Regions from separate parts of the Sus scrofa genome. Here region 1 is linked to region 2. Evidence: chromatin contacts called from public HiChIP or PLAC-seq data. All regions are on one chromosome and are shown on one strand. The core of a region is the stretch at or near the end of the contact, and the rest is flanking DNA. Distances in the headings are between cores, read along the strand shown. Region 1 overlaps TMIGD3 (transmembrane and immunoglobulin domain containing 3). Region 2 overlaps RAP1A (ras-related protein Rap-1A).

What was found. HiChIP or PLAC-seq counts read pairs in DNA pulled down with a chosen protein or histone mark.
Region 1: an H3K27ac HiChIP or PLAC-seq map of skeletal muscle shows a contact between it and region 2. The contact joins two enhancer-like sites. A contact is called at or near these places in 1 of 47 Hi-C or Micro-C datasets (epiblast stem cells) and 1 of 2 datasets of contacts at active chromatin or transcription factors (skeletal muscle).

Annotation. Positions count from the first base shown.
Region 1 is chr4:108,857,645-108,865,068 of Sscrofa11.1, reverse strand. It overlaps TMIGD3 (transmembrane and immunoglobulin domain containing 3), which reads right to left. Exons shown (of 8, transcript NM_001243436.2): 3 at 1,470-1,577. The coding sequence starts at 1,509. It overlaps ADORA3 (adenosine A3 receptor), which reads right to left. Exons shown (of 2, transcript NM_001243435.2): 2 at 7,300-7,424. Among named protein-coding and RNA genes, the nearest start is that of ADORA3, 7.1 kb to the right of the region's middle. Within about 2 kb of position 3,683, at least 7 of the 83 cell types and tissues checked have an H3K27ac peak or open chromatin away from gene starts, as enhancers often do. A contact at or near this core is called in skeletal muscle, where this site is marked.
Region 2 is chr4:108,687,356-108,694,059 of Sscrofa11.1, reverse strand. RAP1A (ras-related protein Rap-1A) reads left to right here. Exons shown (of 8, transcript XM_021090035.1): 3 at 2,896-2,964; 4 at 5,033-5,089; 5 at 6,091-6,231. The coding sequence starts at 5,060. Among named protein-coding and RNA genes, the nearest start is that of FAM212B, 40 kb to the right of the region's middle. Within about 2 kb of position 4,194, at least 8 of the 83 cell types and tissues checked have an H3K27ac peak or open chromatin away from gene starts, as enhancers often do. A contact at or near this core is called in skeletal muscle, where this site is marked.

The DNA of each region.
Region 1 (7,424 bases), core at 2,434-4,933, 170 kb before region 2:
AAACCTGCCGACGCCTAGAGCTTTGTCTTCCAGCCCCATCACTGCAAGGCAACACATTTCTGTGGTTTAAGCCACACCATCGAGGGTCGTTACAGCAGGCCTAGCAAGCCAACACGGCAGCCCTGGAGAAGCCTTCTTCCCTGGCCTGAGAGTAAGTGACAGATGGGATCCCCTTCTGCAAGGATATTGGGGGGCTTTCATGTTGCGTGGTGGGAGGCTTGAAGAATGGAGGCTCCCGGCCCCCCACTCCACCTTGGCCCCCACTAAGAAAGAAAGGAAGATTAAAACAGAAACAGACTCACAGACAGAGAAAACCAATGTATGGTTACCAGAGGGGAAAGAGTGGAGGGAGGAAGAGGAGTTTGGGGTGAACAGATACACAGTACTGGGCATAAAACAGATAAACAACAAGGACCTGCTGTATAGACTAGGGAACTCTATCCAATATCTTGTAATAACCTATAACAGAAAAGAGCCTGAAAAAGAATGTGTGTGTGTGTGTGTGTGTGTGTGTCTACACACATACATGTATATATATACATACATATATACACACAGGTATTTTCAGGTATGTATGTAAAACCGAATCACTCTGCGGTACACCATCACAACATTGCAAATCAACTGAACTTCCATTTTTTTTAAAAAGAAAGTCAGGTGGTTCGGAGGCTTCTGCTGGCTGTGTTGGGCTGAAAACAGAGGAGTCAGACTCTGCCCTGTCCTCAGGGGCTAAGAACTTCATATTTCCTCCACGCAAAACTGGTGTGGACACCTCTGCTGTCTCAGGATGTTGCATCACGAGGAAGTTGTGCCCACTCCGTCCAGCTTGACCGTGGCTGGGGAAGTGTCTGACCAAGGAGACCTGATGGGCTACAGAGCCCACGCCTTCTTCAGCCTTCCAGACGCCTGCTCGGTTCCCCTCAAATGCTGCCTCAACCGTAGCCCACACTGGGTGGGACCAGCCTACAGAGCAGGCTGGGCTCTCCGATATCATTTGACATGATGTGATATTTTGTTCTCATATCAACCCCGTGAGGAAGCTCGTGCAAAGCAGAGGCACGGTAACTCCCAAAGGTCACGAGGCTAGAGGGCAGTGGAGCGGGGGCCAGCCTGGTCCTCTGAGTCTCATCTTTGGGGTCAGGCATGGACACAAAGTGGAAAGTCCCATCCTCACACATCAGCACAAACGTGTTCAAGGGGAGAAGGGGGAGGGAAGGGACCTTAAACTGAAAGGGAGAATACAGAGCCTTCATTTCAGCTGAGGGTTTCCAATTCCCCACTGCGCTTTTATGAGAGGTAAGAACAAAGAACTCATTTGGACCAGACCTAAGTTCACCTCCTTTTATTTTCCCAGCCTGGTCCTTCTGGTGAGTTGAGCTAATAAGCAGAAACTCCAAGTAGAAAAGGAGAAGGCAATGCAAGGTCGCTGGGAAGCTTGAGGCTGGAGATGTTCCCTCCCCATCTCTTACCTGAAACGACAGTCAAGGAGAGCAGAATGAAGAGCCCCATGGCTGGAAGGAAGTGAACCTTCAACTGGGATGACCAGACGGACCCAGGGGGTCTTCGGCGTTCTGGATCTGTTTAAAAGAAACAGACGTCTTGGAGCTTAAGATGGTTTCATCCTGTTTGGAGAGACCATGGGAAAGGAGGACCAACCAGTTAATCCAAGAAGTGCCACTATGTACAGGTATCTGGGTTGTGCACTGCACAAGGGTCCCTCGTCAGAGGGATGCCATACATGGACATAAGCTTACTTCTATAGTAATGTGGGGCAACTGAGAAAATTCTGGGCTTCCCAGCAGAGCCCAAACAATGGAGATCCCCCTCTTAGATAAATCCACTCTGGAACACAAGGCCTTGTCCACACGCAGAAGAGCATGTGCACACATAACCTCACCAGCACGTACTCGGCTTTGTGACTGTGCTGTCCTGCCAGTGGTCCAGGTGTCACCCGAGGCCAGGCCTCTTGTCTGTCCACAACTCTTGGAGGCCCAGTTCCTGTTCAGCTGAGAGGAAGACTAGGACGGAGATTCATAACTACCCTGCCTCCCCAGTGACCACTGCAGCCTCATCTGGGGAGTGGGTTGGGGCTGGAGCCTGCAGCTGTCAGTGGCAGATGTGCCTGGCATCTGGAGCATGTGAGCAGATGAAAGTGTGGGTGTTTGGGCACCAGCAGCCAGGCCGCAGCCTATAGACATCCTGAAGATTTTCCTGGGCAGAGCCAGATCAAGGCTCTCTGTCTATGCAGCAGAAGCTTCCCCTGATTCTTAATGGGAATCATATGACCTGGCCACTGATTTTTAAAGTTTTTTTTTTGTTTTGCTTTGATTTTTAGGGCTGTACTTGCAGCATATGGAAGTTCCCAGGCTAGAGGAGCTGCAACTGGCAGCCCACACCACAGCCACAGCAACTCCAGATCCGAACCGCATCTTCGATCTACACCGTAGCTCATGGCAATGCCAAATCCCTGACCCACTGAGGGAGGCCAGGGATTGAACCTGCATTCTCATGGATACACAGTGGAGTTGGTTTCCTCTGCAACACAAGGGGAGCTCCCTGATTTTTAAAGTTGGAATTATAGAACCACCCTCGGGTGAACTTCAGCGGAATGCTTACTCAGCACGTCCCAGAGCGACAATTATTCATCAAGGGCCAGAAGTGGGTGGCTGCCCAGGTTTTGAAGAACGTCCTTTCCTGCAGAAGAGGACCCTGTGTCTAATTCACACCAAGTCAGCATACGGGCCAGCATCACAGTTCTTGTTTCACCTGCATCATTGCAGGGACTTTGCCTCTATTGCCTCATCTCTTCCTCATGAGACCTTTATGAGGTCAACAATCAAACTACAAGGGGAGAAAAAGGAAGGGTGCAAGAATCTACAGATGAAAGGCGGCTTAAGAGACACCCTGACACGACTGCAACACGTGGAACTTTTTTGGATCCTGGCTGAAGCAAACCATTGAGAAAATTTGGACAGTGACTAGGTAGCTGATGCTAGAGGGAAATAATTGTTAGGCTTTTTCCAAGGTGACAGTGACCTTGCCATAGTCAGCCTCTGAGATGCCTCCTGGCATTCACGCCATTGTAGAGCCCCTTCCTTTGACACAGGTATTATTAGTTTCATCTTACAAATGAGAAAGATGGAGGCTCAGTTTAAGTAATGGCTAAGATTGAGTTCACACAGCTAGGGTAGCCACCAGGGGGTGGGGGGTGCTGAATCTGAAAAGAAAAAAATATTCTTTCCATCACTTGATTCTGCTTCCCCAGTAGCAACAACTGCAAAACTATGGACCCCTTTGGAGTTTACAAAGGCCTTTTACATCTGCCATGTCACCTGAGCACTTGGGGCAAGATGCAGCCTAATTTTCTTATTCCCATCATCCCATACAGTATCTAAGGGCAGGGTTTCTCTAGAAAATGTGCATTTGTTGCTTAGAAACTGAACATTCAGAGGGACCGTGGCCAGACCACATATAAAAATAGAACTCTGGCCCGCAACCAGCCCAGGAAACCAGCCCCTTATCTATAGTAACTGGCCCAGGAAGCCAGCCTGATGTAAACCAGACTTATAGGAAGTGAGACCATCATTCCCAAGAACAATCCGGTGAGCCAAACAATAGTCCTTGTAACAATTGGCCTCGAGTGGCCAGGACCTGATGAATCACTGAGCGCTTCCCTAATTTTTGTCCAATGAGGGACCAACCAGAAAAAGCCAACCCCCCTAAGCAGTCACACAAGGATGCCCCACTTCAGCCCGCCTGCAGGCCCCCCAGGCCGATGGGCTCCAGTCAGGATGGACCTGCAGCCTTTTTTCTACAACGTAGAAGGACCCCACTCCTTGGCCTGCCTTTGAGTCTCTGCCAAAAAGCAAGGGGTGGCGGCTGACTCCCGTGCTATCGTAAGCTCAGAATAAATAGCCTGTGCTTCTCTCACTTGGTTGGGCTTCACTCATTTCCACAGTTGACTTGATTAAAAAAATTGGGTAAATTGAAGTTCCCATTGCGGCACAGTGGAAACTAATCCAACTAGAAACCATGAGGTTGCAGGCTCGATCCCTGGCCTCGCTCAGGGGGTTAAGGATCCAGCATTGCTGTGAGCTGTGGTGTAGGGTGCAGATGCAGCTTGGATCCCGTGTTGCTGTGGCTGTGGTGTGGGCCAATGGCTGTAGCTCCGATTTGACCCCTAGCCTGGGAACCTCCATATGCTGTGGGTGCAGCCCTGAAAAGCAAAAAAGCAAAATAAAATAAAATAAAAAATAAATTGAGTAAATCAGCCCAGAGACTTAACATCAACCTTTGTTCTAGCGAATTCGTATGGAGGAGGAGGGAGCCAACCTCGGTTTGGTCTGGGTGGTCTTTTCACCGTGTTCCTTTTAAAATGAAAGCCCAGCAGCCGCTCATGCTGATGTTTAGCTGGAGGGAGCTGGGCAGGAGGCAGACTTGGCAAAACTCCTGGGACACTAATCTCTAAACTTGAAACCAGAGTGGGTCTCGCTGCTTCTGGTCCAGCTCCTTACCAGTGAGTTTTGGTTCATCTTTTTTTTTTTTTTTTTTTTTTTTTTTTTAGGGCCACACTCACAGCACATGGAAGTTCCCAGGCTAGGGATGGAATTGGAGCTGTAGCCACCAACCTACGCCACAGCCACAGCAATGTCAGATTCGAGCTGCCTCTGCAACCTACACCACCGCTCACAGCAACGCTGGATCCTTAACCCACTGAGCGAGGCCAGGGATCAAACCTGTGTCCTCATGGATATTAGTCAGGTTCTTAACCCACCGAGCCACAATGGAAACTCCGGTTCATCTTTTTTGAGCTCACACCAAAAGCCATTTCACCGTAAGGGCCTCTTCTGGGCTGGCAGAGCCCCTTCACTCAAGAGGTTCCCATGGAAAGAAAAGAGGGAGAAGAGAGAAGAGGAGGAAGAGAAGGGGGGGGATGTTTTTCTGAAACTCAGGAAATACAGCTTGTCTGAGGACACCGCATGATCTGGGATGGACTGCTGTTCTCTTTGGGGGGGAAGCAGACACTTCAACTCAAGTTTCCAAAAAGGGCAAAGTTCCAAGTGCTGCTACAGCCTGAGAACCAGCCAGCCCTGCCCTCGAGTCTCCCCACGGGGCAAAGGCGAGTCCTGGGCAGAACAGTGTGCCAGGGACACCCGGTGCCCCAGTGTAAACCCAGGGCCTGGTCCTGAGGGGCATTTTAACTAAACACAAAAATTAATTCAGGGCGAAAAGCCTTAAATCAAACAAGAGGGTACCGTTAAGAAAAAAAATTGGAGGCGGGGAAGGTTTGTTTTTTTGAAAGCAAAAACTACCCCAAAATGTTGACAGGGAGCTTATCAGGACAAAAGTACCCTCCCATGTCCAGGAACCCCCAGAAATGGTGGGGTGCACCCTGCTCCTCTGCCCGGAACAGAGGACTGGGAATGGCACCAGGCCATGGCTATTGGGGTGCCCAACTCCGCCTGGTACTAGCACAAAAGTGCATGTGGGCTTTTAAACATCCCAGATAGAGTTGATCCTTCCTGGGCCGACAAGGCGCGACACAGGACACTTCCCTGCAGTGAAATGTTAACAAGATAAACATGGTTATCAGACTCTGGCCTAAGATCAGCGGTAGGATAAACTTGCAGGATATTGGCTAAGAATTCATTGAGAGAGAGAAAAAAAAAATGTTTTCCGTACACTTATCCTCTTTGATGTGGTTTAACTGAAATCTCCATCCTGCTGCTCTTCATCAAGTTAATACATTTATTGTTGGGGGTGACGGGCCACAGCTGCCGATTTGAAGAGCCCCCTCCGAGGTGCCACCTCGAATCTCCAGAGCCACACTCAGTACCCGAATGAAGTGACCAGAACTCTGTTGCTGTCTGATGTCCTGATTAATGAGAGATCAGCAATCGTAGCTAAGGCCAAAACCCCAGCAGTCTGTGACTATACAAACCAGAGTTTGTACCCAGGTGTCTGTTCATTGTACCTAAGCTGAACTTAAGAGTTTGGACTTTGTAGAAGTTACAGGTCCCTCTGCATGTCTACGGAGAGTAGCAAGAAGCTTGGGCTCTCTCACAAGGCAGGGCTGTGTTTATTTATTTATTTATTTTGTCTTTTTAAGGCCACACACGTGGCACATGGTGGTTCCCAGGCTAGGGCAACGTCAGATCCTTAACCCACTGAGCGAGGCCAGGGATCAAACCTGCAACCTCACGGTTCCTAGTCGGATTCATTAACCACTGAGCCACGACGGGAACTCCAGGGCTGCATTTAAATCCTGGCTCTCCTACTTGTTAACTGTGTGATCGTGGACAAGTTACTTAACCTCTCTGTGCCTCAGTTTTTTTCTTCTGCAAAATAGCGCTGATAATAATGGTGGGACCTCAAAGACTGTGAGGGCCAAAAGAGATAATGCACGCCCCGGGGGAGGGATAAATTAGGGGTTTGGGATTAAAATACACAGACTACCATATATAAAATAGATAACCAACAAAGATCTAGCGTATAGCACAGGGAACTGTACTTAACATCTCATAGTAACCTATAAGGGAAAAGAATCTGAAAAAGAACAGATTTGTGTGTGTGTGTGGGTGTGGGTGTGGGTGTGTATAACTGATTCACTGTGCTGTGCATGTGAAACTAATAGAACGTTGTAAATCAACTGTACTTCAATTTTTTTTTTTTTGTCTTTTTGCCATTTCTTGGGCCGCTCCCACGGCATATGGAGGTTCCCAGGCTAGGGGTCCAATCAGAGCTGCGGCCGCCAGCCTACACCAGAGCCACAGCAACGCAGGATCCGAGCCGTGTCTGTGACCTACACCACAGCTCACGGCAATGCCGGATCGTTAACCCACTGAGCAAGGGCAGGGATCGAACCCGCAACCTCATGATTCCTAGTCGGATTCGTTAACCACTGCGCCACGATGGGAACTCCTCAATTTTTAAAAAAGAAAAAAAAAGAGATAATGTATACAAAATGGTTAGTACATAGAAAGTGCTCAACAAATGATGGTTACCCAGTGTCTCTTTTTGCCGTGCTTCCACTAATCCTATTAAAATAAAACACCAGGACGCTCCTGCTATGGCGCAATGGGATAAGCAGTGTCTCTTCTCTAACACCTGATGAACTGTTCATAAAGCTGACAAATGCTCTCATCAGCCCTGGAAAAAAGGAGTCGGGTGTTGGGGGGCCGGGGTGAAGGTCCTAGAATTTACACAGATGAACAAGTCACATGACATCAGGTAGCAAGCAGCCTGAGTGCCAGGAGCAGCCAGCTGGGTCTGACCCTCAGCAAAGAGCTACACACTAGGTAGTTATCCTCTTTTATTTACTCAAATACACTGACAAGTGAGTTCAGCAATTTAAGTCCCCCTTAAACTCAGTTCATTCCTTGCATTCCCACCATCTTGCAGGCATCTGCCAAGAGCAGGGTTGT
Region 2 (6,704 bases), core at 2,945-5,444:
AGGGAGGGAAGTAGAGGGAAAAGAGGTGAGAGGGGGCCAGATCATGACTGGAAGATCAAGTAAGTTTATTCCTAATAACAATGAGAAGCTATTGAAGGGAGGGTTTGGGGAAATCGGTGGTGGGGACAGAATTGGATATATGGGTTTTTTTGGTTTGGTTTTTTTTTTGTTACTGTTTGGTTGCTTGTTGTTTTGTCTTTTTAGAGCTGCACCCAAGGCATGTGGAAGTTCCCAGGCTAGGGCTCGAATTGGAGCTACAGCTGCTGGCCTTCACCACAGCCACAGCAATGCTGGATCTGAGCCGTGTTGTCTGTGATGTGACGTACACCACAGCTCATGGTGTCGCCGGATCCCCAACCCACTGTGCAAGGCCAGGGATCAAACCTGCATCCTCATGGATACTCATGGGATTTGTTTTCACTGCGCCACAACAAGAACTCCAGAATTGGATGTACGTTTTAAAAAGAGCACTTTGTTCTATAAAGAATAATTTAGAAGATAGGCAGTGATGTGGGAGACATGTTGGGAGTTAATGTGATACACCAGATTGTTATTTGTGGAAGCTTATATTAGCAATGATGAAGAGAAAAGTAGATGTTTTGAGAGTGAATAGGGAGGAGAACCGACATTAACTTCTTGCTGGATTGATAGGAGCACTAGGAGAGGTGCTGTCAAGGATGACTCACTCCCAGGTTTCTAGCTGACCTACTGGTTTTATGAATGGACCATATAAGTAGAATGGAGACACTGGAGAATGAGCAGATTTGAGAGTGAAAATCAAGAGTCATGTCAAATTTGATGTGCTTATGAGATATTCAAGTAAATGCATCAAATAATCAGATCCTCAAGATAATAGCTTAAAAGAGGGACTTGTGGCAGTTCCCATTGTGATTCAGTGGTAACGAGAACCCAACTAGTATCTATGAGGACATGGGTTCGATTCCTGGCCTCGCTCAATGGGTTAAGGATCTGGCATTGCCATGAGCTGTGGTGTAGATTGCAGGTGCAACTCGGATCTGGCATTGCTATGCCTGTGGCATAGGTTGGCTGCTGCAGCCCTGATTAGACCCCTAGCCTGGGAACTTCCGTATACCATGGTGCGGCCCTAAAAAAAAAAAGGACTCATGATATGATTTGAGTTGCCATTAATATATCTATGGTATTTAGTTCATGAGAATTACGTTACTGTTAGGAGTGTAAATTAGTACCTCCGTGGTGAATGTTTGCAAGTATCTGTTATTTTAAATGCATGGGTAACCTTCAATTCTGCAAGTTCCCTTCTGGAAGTGTATCCCATACATATGTTGAGATATACAAAATGACATGATCAGGGATATCCATTATAACATTCTTTACAGTGGCAAGAATTTGGAAACAATCTGAATGCCTACGTATTAATACGTATTTCAGGGAGAGTAGTGTAAACCATAAAAAAAGAAGGCAGTAGCTCTCTATATACTGATATGTAATGAAATCCAAGATGTGTGACTTAGAGGGAAAAAGATACCAAGCAGTGTAGAGTACCATGTGTGTTTGATAAAAAAAAAAAAAAGAAGAAGAAGAAGGGTGATGGGAGAGATGTTATAAAAGAGCAAAGACTATTTCTGCAAATGTTCAGCAAGTTTCAGATAACATATTAGTTACTTCCTTGGGAGTCCAGTTGGAAAAGCTGGTAGGTAGAGTTCTTTACCATTACATACTCTTTTTGTGCCTTTTGCATTTTGTCCTGTGTCCATGCATTACCTTTTTAAAATGATTTGACTACTTAAAAATAAAAATTCATAAGAATTAATGAGGTTGTCTGGGGAGAGCCTAGAGAGAGAATAAGGACTGAGGTCTGAGTATCCATTGCCTTGAAAGAGTAGGTAGGATTGGAGGATCCAACATAGAAAATAGATCTTGTACATGAATGTAAAGAATGTACCTTTGCTTGACTACTCAGAAATCACCTGAAGAGAAGAGAGATGCTCTGAGAATATAGAGGGAGCCGGATGTGATAAAAGCAGCTTCAGTAAAGTGATGAGGCCACAGCCATCCTGGATGGGTTGAAGAGTGAATGAGAGCTGAGGAAACGGAACCACCGTTATAGATAGTTGAAAAGCTTGCTATCTTCAGGTTAATCTATTTAGCTCAAGCTAAAATAGTGCATTTATATTCCTCTGGCTAATTGTAGTGTGGATGACCTCAGGCCACATTTTTACCCTTGCTTTTAGGCAGTGATGTGCCAGCTGTTCAGGAAATATCTCGCAACTACCTTCTGTCCTTCTTTTCATTTACGGAATGACAAAATATCTAGTCTTATAGAAATTTAAGAGATAAAAGTAGATGATCTGAAAAAGATGGGTGTATAGTGTCTTCCAATGAAAAGAACAAGGGTTTGAAATCAGGAAGGGATACTTTTGAATTTCAGCTGGCAAATCAGAAAAACTTGATTTTCCCCCACAATTAGAAAGGCTGTTTGAAGACTGTTTAAAATTTACAGTCTCTCCTTTGAGGGCATAAGATAAAAATTGCTACAGATTCATAAAGGAGTAATAAGACTTTAAATACTGATAAATTTTCACATTTTAATAAATTAGAATCCATATCCTTATATGTATCTTATTTGTATCTTCATTGTACTTTGAAACTTAATGTAGTAATTATTTTAACAGTGTAATGTCAGCAGCAGCATTGCTGACAGTTTTTAACACAACCACTTCCTTTCCTAAGTATACTCTTAATTATGAATGTATCCTTATATTGAAAAATAATGATACTTTACAATTTGCATTTTTACCAGAGTTTTCACATAATTTCATTTAATCGTTGCGATTTTGCAAGGTTAAGTAACATTTAAGAGGGGCTGATTTTTCTTTTAAGTCCTTAACTTTTGTCTGCTTTTTTTTTTTTTAGACCGTTCAATTTGTTCAGGGAATTTTTGTGGAAAAATATGACCCAACGATAGAAGATTCCTACAGAAAGGTAAAATGTGAAACGTGTATGCTCATGCTTACAAGTAGTTTCTTATGACTTTAAAACTTGATCCCTGGAATTGCTTTTTTAAAAATAGTTCTGAGAAATGACCCAATGTTCTGTATCTGTTTTTAAAAGTTTCACCAAGACGTGGTATTTTTCGTAGAATATTGCTTAGCTAAAGAGAGCTCCACATTCTCTCGCTGATTAATGTAATCAGTCCTTTAATATACCCATTTTCTTGGTGGCCTTTTTTTTTAATATAGAAAAATTGCATATAAATAGTAGGTATATTTTTGATGACTCTTTGTGTGAACTAAAATTAAGATCACTTTATACTTGAGGTTATCCAGTGACTGAAAGTTATTTTTGTTTAATTATATAATAACTTTAAAGATATTTCACCTTTAGACTATAAAAAATTAGACAGTTGGAGTCTGTGTAATAATTTAGTGTAGATACATGGCCTCATACATTTGTCTTAACCTGTAGCATGTACAACATCAAGAGTAAAACTGCAGACTATGGACTTTGCATGATAATGGTGCAAATGCAGGTTCACTGATTTTCACAAATGTACCACTTTGGTGCAGGATGCCGATGGTGGGGGAGGCTAGCGGGGAACAGGAAAATGGTATGTGGGAACTCTACTTTTTCTGCTGTTTTGCTGTGAACCTAAAACTGCTTTCTAAAAAGTAAAGTTTGTTTAAAAGGAAAAGAAATTTAAGTAGTTGGTCTTGACAAAAAAATACTGTTCTATTTAATTAGAAAACTAGCTGGAATTGTGGAGAATTTTCAAGTCTTTATTTCCCAAGTATGGTGGGGGCAGCGGTAGGGAGGGAGACAGTGTTGTAAGAAAGCCTAGTAGCCAACGATACATTAAAGAAAAAAAAAAAAAAAAAGATTAAACCTCCCTTCCAACAAATGAGAAAGAATTGCTTTGTTGGATGTTAAAATTTACCTTAAATAGTGCTATAATTTCTGTTGAATTAAATTCTTCAAGCCTACCGGAATAGCAGTTTCATTATCTGTAAATTGGAAACCAAATGGTGGTACATTGAGAAACCACAGAGTGAATTCATTATTCGTTGAACATACGCATTCACAGAGAGGGCAGATTATTATCACTTTAGTCCCGTAAACAATGGAACAGTGGAGTTTGGGACTCTACCCATCGTGCTCCTCATCAATCCCTGATGTGACACAGAAGCAGAGTTTAAAATAGTCCTTAGGTCAGTATGTCTATTTTTAGAAGACAGTGTTGCATTACTGAAATTTCCCCCAAATCAGTTGCTGGTTAAAGCATTAACTGCAAACAAAGATCTGTACCTTGAATGTCAAAGATTTTACACTTTTCTAAATCCCTTCTTTATTAAAAAATGTCCACACGGTTAATAGTTGATACTTGCTTTAGGCCAACCTTCTCTTCTGTGCAACACTGGGAAAGTAGAACCCAGTATCTAAAAGTTTGCCTTATGCACACAGTTTTTCCAAAGACGTAGAAGTCTTGAGAGCTGTAGGAGTTCAGTGTTATTCTGTGTTCCCTTTTAACTCTTAAATTAATGCTCCTGTGTGTTAAATTTGGGGCATTGTTTAGTAAAACTCTAACAGCTTGAATGTGGTAAGTTGGCAAAGTTTTCTTTACCCTCCCAGTCTTGGCTATATTTTGAACTATTTAGTACTTGTGTGCTTTGTTTTGAAGAGAATATAAATATACATACTTTATCCATTTTTCCCCTGTTAGAATTATACCTGTTGGTTATAGTTTTTCTTAAATTACAGGGTATGACCGTTGCCTTTTAATAACAACACAAATCAGTACTCAGTGTTCATAGTGGTCAGAAAATGCCTAAACTCAGCATCAGCAGTCCTGGCTTTGTAGTATTAATAGAATGTGTTTGAGACCTCCTGTTCTTTATTGTAGCACCAAGTTAGATCTCCACCGATACAGGAAACTGCTAGAGAAAGGCTTTGTAGTTGTTAATAGGTACTTTGAGCAAAGAAGTGGGAGGAAAACAGACTGACATTTTGATGTTACTTTTTCATCCCCCTCCACCCCCGCACCCTACCCCAACAGCAAGTTGAAGTAGACTGCCAACAGTGTATGCTCGAAATCCTGGATACAGCGGGAACGGTAAGCATGTTTTCTCTTTTTGTGATCGATTTTAATTTGTGAATAGGTTTTTGTCGCCTGAACGGTTCCTCTGAGTAAAAGCATTTATTCTGATTAAGAACTTGGTCTCTGTGTAGGACTTCTTAAATTTTCTTATGTGGGTGGCACTATCTATGATGTACTTAATGCTCACATATCAGTGTTAGATGTTGAGCTCATCTGCAGAATCTGTGTGTTGAATTTCTTTTCCCTGTATTGAGGTAAAAATTGTGCTATTACTGCTTTCTAAGAAAAGAAAAAAAAAGGCATTTTAAATTCAGATCACGGTCATTCATTTTTTTAAAAATTGGTTTAGTAGCACTTTTAACATCTCAAGGTTTATTAGCATTTTAACATCTCTGGTGACAGATATGTATTTCTGACCAAAAGTCTTTAGGATTATTTTGAGCCTAATTTTTCACATCCTTAAATGAGTATAATGACGTTAGTACATTATAGGGTGCTTGTAGTGATCAAATGCAATAGTGATTATAAATCACTTGGCACAAAATGCCTTTTATATGGTTTGAGTTCTCTGTATTTGCTTTTATTTTCATTGTCTTCATTTGTCACCTTTTTTATTTTTTATTTTTTTATTTTATTTTATTTTATTTTTAGGGCCTAACCTGTGGTATATGGAAGTTCCTAGGCCAGTGTCATATCAGAGCTACAAGTGCAGCCTATACCACAGCCACAGCAGTGCCAGATCTGAGCCGCATCTGAGACCTATGCTGCAGCTTGTGGTAACGCTGGACTCTTCACCCACTGAGTGAGGCCGGGGATAGAACCCGCATCCTCATGGATACTAGTTGGGCTCATTACCGCTGAGCTACAGAGGGAACTCCATGTATCATGTCTTGTGTTTCCTTCATGAAAACACATAATTAAAAATTCAGTAGCTTACGTATGATTATTCTGATTTAAATTGTTTCAGTATACATTCAAGAAGTTATATTTATATAATTGCATATTTTTTATTATAGGAGCAATTTACAGCGATGAGAGATTTGTATATGAAGAATGGCCAAGGGTTTGCACTAGTATATTCTATTACAGCTCAGTCCACGTTTAATGACTTACAGGACCTGAGGGAACAGATTTTACGGGTTAAGGACACAGAAGATGTAAGTTTTTCTCTCATGTATAGCACACCACTGTCTCTCCGTGGCCAAATAAAAAATGTCCTTTGTCTATCAGCAGAAGATTTGGAGGGTATCTTCCACGTGCCTAAAAGAGCCCTTGTGACCAAAAGCAATTTTAAGCTTTCTAAATTTACCTGCAGATTATATGCTGAGATGGTTGGAAAAGGAGGACATGTGTATAAAGTTCTTTCTCTCCTCACCACTCACATGGTGCTGTGGGGGTCACAGGTGCAGTAGAGAAGGAGGCATCCCAGAGCACGTGGTAGAGGCGGGACGCAGGTTGGGCTCAGAAAGGTGGTAGTTATGTCAGAAGAGCATGGTATGTCCTTGGTTCTAAAATTCTGTTGATACAGTTTTTGCTCACAGTTTTATCCTTTGAGTTATGGTAAAGATTTTAATGAACTGGGTTTTTATATTTTTTAATTTTATTTTAGTTGTAGAATTCCTTTTTTTTT